Regions from separate parts of the Mus musculus genome. Here region 1 is linked to region 2. A link is a contact called in public HiChIP or PLAC-seq data. All regions are on one chromosome and are shown on one strand. The core of a region is the stretch at or near the end of the contact, and the rest is flanking DNA. Distances in the headings are between cores, read along the strand shown.

Region 1 (3,231 bases), core at 643-3,142, 200 kb after region 2:
TTTTAAAGATTTATTGATTATATGTAAGTACACTGTAGGTGTCTTCAGACACTACAGAAGAGGGAGTCAGATCTTGTTACGGATGGTTGTGAGCCACCATGTGGTTGCTGGGATTTGAACTCCGGACCTTCGGAAGAGCAGTCAGGTGCTCTTACCCACTGAGCCATCTCACCAGCCCTGTATGTTTTATCTTAATGTATGCATGAGCACCATGTATGTGCCTGCTGCCCATGGATGCTGGAACACTGGAACTCCTCAGAACTGGAGTTACAGACCGTTGTGACTCACCATATGGGTGCTTGGATTGGAGCCCACTCTAAACTGCTGAGGCCTCTCTAGTCCCCATATGTGGTTCTTTTTTGTTGTTGTTTTCGAGGCAGGGTTTCTCTGTGTAGCTCTGGCTGTCTTGGAATTCACTCTGTAGACCAGGCTGGCCTGCAACTCAGGGATTCCCCGACCTCTGCCTCCCAGTGCACTACCACCACCACCTTGCTCCATATGTGGTTCTTCTGTCATTCCTTCTACTAAAGTGTGATGGGAAACAATATATTTAGACTATTAAGTGACTAATTCCAGAGCCTGTTCTCTACCATATTTTAGAGAAGTCGTTACTTCTTTAAAAGAAGCTGCGTAAATAGAAGTTTGTTTTGAAGTGACAATGGGCACTGTGCTCCTGGCCACAGATAACCCTTGGCTGGCCAGCTAAGTTCTAGAGAGTCTCCAGGAAGAAAAACTATTAACTTCAGTTCCCACCCTTCCTGTACAGCGACTTTTGAGAAAGCCAGAGTTAGGAAAGTGTGGTGGTGGAGAAGTGTGTGCTTAGGCCTGTGCCAGCTCATCTAAGTTTCACCCAACAAAGAGCACTCAGGTTTGTGAACTGCCCTGGACTCCAGACACCAGTCCTTGGACCGGGGAAGATAAAAAATATGACACAGCAGTTCACAAAGACGACAGGTTTTGCAAGAGCTGGGCAGGGCTGGGGGCAGGCCAAGGGCACCTTCAGGAAGTACTCCCCCCCTCCATGGCGGAACTGAAGGGAGGGAAGCCCAATTTCAACAGTCCAAACAACGGAAGGAGTCCAAATATAGCATTCTTTTCAAACCATCTAGAATCGGGCTGAATGGTGACAGGCTTGAAGATCACAGAATGGAGCAATGATAGGAGGCGTCCAGGCTCAGATCCTCTGGAGATGACCAGCGAGTGCATCTTTAAGTCCCCAACCTCTTCTAACCCATGTCTAGCGACTTTCTTACTAACTCACACCCTCTTAAGGTGGTCTTAGAACCGGCTCTCGAATCTTAAAGCTCACAGGGCATGTCTTCTTTCTCATCTAAGCGAGCAAGGACAGAGCCACCCCTCGCAATGTGCAAAGTAAACGCACTTCAGGGATTCCGCACCCGGCACGTGCGCAGTCTTCAGAAGCGCTAACTACTCCGGATCCTGCGGAGCAAACGGCGGGGGATAGCAGGGGCTCCGCTCGCTCCACTACGCGCCGGCCCCCTTGGCACCCCGCTCCCTGCTCCCATGGCCGCGCCCGGCCGATTGGCCGGGGCGAGGGAGACCCGGGCCCGTCCTCCCTCGCCGGGCCTTCTGCACCTTGTCGTCCCAGGCCGCGTCGCTCCGCAGCACCTTGCTCCACACGGACACCTTGAGGGCCCCGTTGGCCAGCTGCGGCTGAGGCGGCTCCTCCTTCCGCCGCCCGCCGCTCATCCTCCCGTCGCGCCGCCCGAGCCGGGCGTGGGGCGCGCGGGCCAAGCCGAAGGGAGTCGGGGTCTGGGACCGCGGGACTCGGCGCGCGGGGCGGCAGCGGTAGTCCGGGCAGCGAGGGACAGTGGCCCGCCGAGGCTCTGCTCGCTCTGCCCAGCGGCCGGCTCGCTAAGCTCCACGGAGCAGGCGCCGCCGAGGGAGGGGCGGGGCCCTGATGACGTGCGCACGCAGCCAATCGGCGGCCACGCGGCGGTCGGCTCCGAAGCTCGGCGACGCCTCGACGCGAGCGTCCCCTCCGGTGGGCGGAAGTGACAGAAGCTTCCGGCGGACGCCAGGGGACGGTGAGCGAGAAGGGACAAGTGCGGCCCGGAGGCGATCTGTGCGCGAGGAGGCGCTGTGAAGACTGAGGCACAGCCCCTCCGAGGAAAGCCGAGATTGTACGTTTCCTTGCCGGCTGAGCCGCGGCTCGTCCCCCGGAGCGACACAAAGAAGAAGTGGCCTTGCATCCTGCTCCGCCTCCCGAGCCGGGTCCTTGGTCCCCGGAAGCCCTGGGCTGCCCCACTGGAGTTACCTTCTGTGCGTTCTCTCCTAAACCTACACGTTATTCACGACTTTGTTCATGACTATGGAAAACAAAACAAAAACAAAAACCAAACCAAAGTTCCCTCGCCTGGCGATGGTGCAAGCCTGTCTACCTGCTGGAGGATGGTAAGTCCCCGGTCACGACAACCTGTCTCAACGGGAAAAAAAACAATTCTGTGAACCCTAACGTCTCCTCTTGCTCAGCGTTCTCTTCTGAGATCCGAATGTGAAGCTGAGATCCCAAGAGAGAAATTCTTTCCTAAGGATGAGGCAAGTTGAAACCAGGGGAGAACCCCACTAGGGGGAATAGAAAAGTAGTAGGTGTCGGGCTAGCTACCCCGTCCTCACTGTGTGTTGTTAGCACTTCCCAGGATGTGTTTTGAAAGGACAGAAGGAGCAGCACCCCCTGCGAACTTGTACAAAGACACGTTGTGGTGTACACTGTGACTCGTCTGCAGTCCAAACCCGGGGAGGAATGTTAGGCTGGCCTGGCTACATTCCAAGATCCCGTGCCCCGTCTGACCTGGGTTACACAGCGAAGCTGGTCTAGCATACAGAGTGAGAGATGCTGCCTCAAACAGACAAATGAGCAAAATCAGTCCCATCCTCCAGATGGTGCCACACAGGATGTGCTATGCTAAGGGATATCACTAAAAAACAAAAGAAAAGAAAAACCCCCCAAGAATTGTTTATTATGTATACATCGTTCTGGCTGCATGTTTGCCTGCAGGCCAGAAGAGAGGTTACCAGATCACATTATAGATGGTTATGAGCTACCATGTGGTTGCTGGGAATTGAACTTAGAACCTCTGGAGGAGCAGCTAGTGTTCTTAATCTATGAGCCATCTCTCCAGCCCGGAACATCACTTTTATGCAGTGAGTTTATAAAGGCAAAGTAATTTGCCTGGAATCATTGAGTTAGTAGTTGGGTTTATTTTACTC
Region 2 (3,445 bases), core at 178-2,677:
CCGAGGTCTGGAACAGGACGTCAAGGTCAGTCTGGGGTCACTGCCAACCTTCACAGGTGCCCTCGTTGGGTGGTTGGATCATAAACCCCATTGGGGATCCAGGTTAGGCCTGTGGCTTACTGCTTGCCTTGAGCAAATTATCCTGCCTCTCTGGGCCTCAGTTTTTCCATCTTCAAAGTGGGGACCCCTGGTGGATCAACACATCCTCCAAACAGGATAGCCAGGAAATGGTATGACAAGAACCCTTCTGAAGCAGCAAGAGGCCGTTTCTTGTATGTCTGCTTTGTATGTGGCTTTGGCCTCTGAGTAGGCCCTACTTATGGTCCCTGCTCAGCACCACAGGCTTCTTATGGGAAGACTGCAGCTGAACCAGGATGGTTCAGAGCTGGGCTCCAGGATACTTGGGCTTTGAGGTTTTAATCAAGTCTTCTATATTTCAATGTCCTCATCTGCAAAATGGGTATAAGAACCTACAATCCAGAATATTAAAACCCTGGCTAAGACACCAGAGGGACTGACAGTGAGTAGCTATTATTACTGCATCCGTTTTCTGGAGGAGGGGGCTGGGCCTCAGAGGAGAGAAGCACCTATCCAGGGTCAAGACGTCAGGCCCATCCACCTCTCAGACCTCACTGCTGGAACCTGCTGCTTCTCTGCCTAAGGAGAAAGCCTGAATGGCGCCACTTAGGTCGGGGATGGAGGAGAGAAGTCCCCATTGCCAGTCTGTCTTATGTAAGCCCCCAAAATGTGGGGACCCTGAGCCAGCCTCCGCTCTCAGAACTCAGTCCAGTGTGAACAAGGAACTCAGGGTGCTGCGACCGGTACAGAACTGGGAGGAGCCTAGGAGTTCTGCAGGTAGCCCAAGGGGGAAGAGGGCGTGAGCCTGGGAAAGATCCAGGACTTCCTTGGGGAAAGATCCCAAGGGCCCCGGAGGGCAGGCAGGTGCTGAGCAAGCCACACACCTGCTGCTGGAAAGCCCTGAGAATCCAGCCCTGCAGGGCATTCAGAAAGGACACTGTTCATTCTGTGACCAGCGTTGAGACTCTATGCAAGCCTGTGAACCTGTGTGGAGCCAGTTTCCTTGACTGCACACTAAGATCTTGTTATCCAAAAAATCATAAACAAAACACGATTTAAAAAAAAAACAACCTAACAACTCCCCGGTTCCCTCATCGGTAGGAGACAGAGCAGGGAGGGAAAGAGCGGAGCGAGCCGTTCAGGCGAATCTGCGGTTGGGCCCTGGTCTTTGAATCTGGGAGGGACCCTAGACAAGCAAGACCGAGAAGAGAGGTGGGGAGCAGGCTGGTGGGCGGGGCCAGAGCAGCTGGGATGGGGGTGGGGCTCAGCCCTCCAGGAGGAGGGGAAGGGCCCCTTCTGTTAGGATTTGAACGAGCCAATCTGCATGCCCGCGCTGCTCCTGCCCACCCCCGCAGCTGCAACGCTGAGCTCATGTTCTGGCTCTGTCTTAGCGGGCCGCACAGTTTTGCCATCACCCTTCCTCCCAGTGTGCTGGGGATGTTAGAGGCAATTATGGAGGTCCTCAGAATGCTGACTTCCCTGTCTTCCCCTAGGCACCTCTCAACCAGGTGGAGAGGGACTGGGGGCGGGGACGGAGGTGGGGGGTATGCCTAGGGATTCCTCTCCTGCTCAGCAGGCTCCTTGGCCCTGTGCCCTGCAGGGCTTTTGAGCTCCGGTGGTTTTATTGAGCTGGTATGTTATTAGTGAGATTCCCCAGCCGCCACCCCAGAACAACCCTCCCAGGCTCCTTTTGCTGGTCCACACAGTTAACAAGATCTCCGACCCTCAACAGGGAGACCCGCTAGCATGAGGATGGTCTGGCCACTTTATGGCCGTGTGGGCTTGGGTAAGCTGCTTCAATCTCTGATCCTGTTTCCACTGTGGAACATGGAGATAAGTTTAGTATCCTATAGAGACTTTAAAAAAAAAACACACAAACAAACCTTTATTTACTATGTCTGTAGCTTTCTGCTTACATATATGCCTCAACACCAGAAGAGGCACCAGATTTCAGTACAGATGGTTGTGAGCCACCATGTGGTTGCTGGGAATTGAACTCAGGACCTCTGGTAGAGCAGCCAGTGCTCTTAACCGCTGAGCCATCTCTCCAGCCCCCTATAGAGACTTTCATGACTATAAAATGAAATTACAAAATAGAGTCCTGTGTGGTAGGCATGGCACCAATCATAGGAGCACGTGATGGGAGGAGCCTCGGCTGGGGGACTCTGGGATCCACTGCTTTTCCTGTAGAGAGCCCCAGAACATGTCAGTAACATGTACCCCATCCTTCTATAAGGATGCTCTGGCCTTGGCTCTGTGTCCTGGGTGACCTGCATCACTTCCTCCTTGGAGCCTCAGTTTCCCTCTGTCAAATGGCGTGACAACACCCATCATGTGATTTTTGAGTTTGGTCACACATGCCTCAGGATGCTTGCCTGGCCTGAGGTACTGCTTATGATTTCCATCTCTCTCCTTGAAGATCAGAGCCACAGGGTCGCACTGCAATCCCAGGTTCAGAGCCCAGAGACTGATCTACCCAGGAGCTGGGGGCCACCGCTGCTGCTGGCCTTTGGCAGGGACCAGCACTGTGAATAGTGACCTCATGGATGAGCACATTTGTTTGTGCTTTAGGCATTTGCTGTGTGTCCAAGGCTGCCTCTCCTCTTTGTCTCCCTGCTTATAACTTCGGGGCTCAATGAGACAGGCACACAAGGCCCTTCAGGCTCTTTGGACATAGAAAGTTGTGTTGGGACTTGCTGTTGACAGGCCATTGTTAATCATTGTAGTCCTTCAAGCTTGCCCTTCTTCGGCATCATCAGCTTCATAGTTGACCCATGCTACCTTCCTAGTCATGTGACCTTGGGCAACTGCCCTTTCCTTTCTGGGATTCAAAGCTGTCATGAAACATGTCCTGAGGGTGAGAAGAGCCTATGGTTATAGCCTGGAGAGGCTATAAGTGACCCGTGAGAGCCCAGGGCCCTGGGACCACTGGAAATCTGGGCCTGGATATGGGCGGTGGTACCCTTTTCTTCCGGACTCTAATGGAGGCTTCAAGGCACTGGATGCAGGGATCTAAGCTTGTAGGCTCTTCTGTTTAGAATGCTGCAGCTTCCCAGGGGATGGGTGCTTTCTTTCTTTTTATTTATTTTTATTTTTTTGGTTTTTCGAGACAGTGTTTCTCTGTGTAGTCCTGGCTGTCCTGGAACTCACTTTGTAGATCAGGCTGGCCTTGAACTCAGAAATCCGCCTGCCTCTGCCTCCTGAGTGCTGGGATTAAAGGCGTGCGCCACCATGCCCGGCCTTTTTTTTTTTTTAAAGAATTATTTATTTATTATATGTAAGTACACTGTAGCTGTCTTCAGACACACCAGAGGAGGTGTACTTATGTCAGATCTCATTACGGGTGGTTGTGAGCCACCATGTGGTT

Evidence for each region. HiChIP or PLAC-seq counts read pairs in DNA pulled down with a chosen protein or histone mark.
Region 1: an H3K27ac HiChIP or PLAC-seq map of microglia shows a contact between it and region 2, with 7 times the contacts expected there. The contact joins the promoter of Rab5if here to the enhancer-like site in region 2. A contact is called at or near these places in 2 of 39 promoter capture datasets (hippocampal neurons and neural stem cells), 2 of 484 Hi-C or Micro-C datasets (bone marrow-derived macrophages and embryonic stem cells), 33 of 115 datasets of contacts at active chromatin or transcription factors (the 230-238 cell line, the HPC-7 cell line, the SCID.adh cell line and 23 more) and 4 of 9 other capture datasets (adipose tissue, embryonic stem cells, liver and 1 more).

Annotation. Positions count from the first base shown.
Region 1 is chr2:156,861,783-156,865,013 of GRCm38.p6, reverse strand. It overlaps Rab5if (RAB5 interacting factor), which reads right to left and starts at 1,892. Exons shown (of 4, transcript NM_026124.3): 1 at 1,597-1,892. The coding sequence starts at 1,710. 5430405H02Rik (RIKEN cDNA 5430405H02 gene) reads left to right here and starts at 2,069. Exons shown (of 3, transcript NR_027914.1): 1 at 2,069-2,415.
Region 2 is chr2:157,056,768-157,060,212 of GRCm38.p6, reverse strand. It overlaps Soga1 (suppressor of glucose, autophagy associated 1), which reads left to right. Exons shown (of 15, transcript NM_001164663.1): 2 at 1-25. Among named protein-coding and RNA genes, the nearest start is that of Soga1, 21 kb to the left of the region's middle. Within about 2 kb of position 1,427, at least 137 of the 459 cell types and tissues checked have an H3K27ac peak or open chromatin away from gene starts, as enhancers often do. A contact at or near this core is called in differentiating embryonic stem cells, embryonic fibroblasts, embryonic forebrain and 8 more, where this site is marked.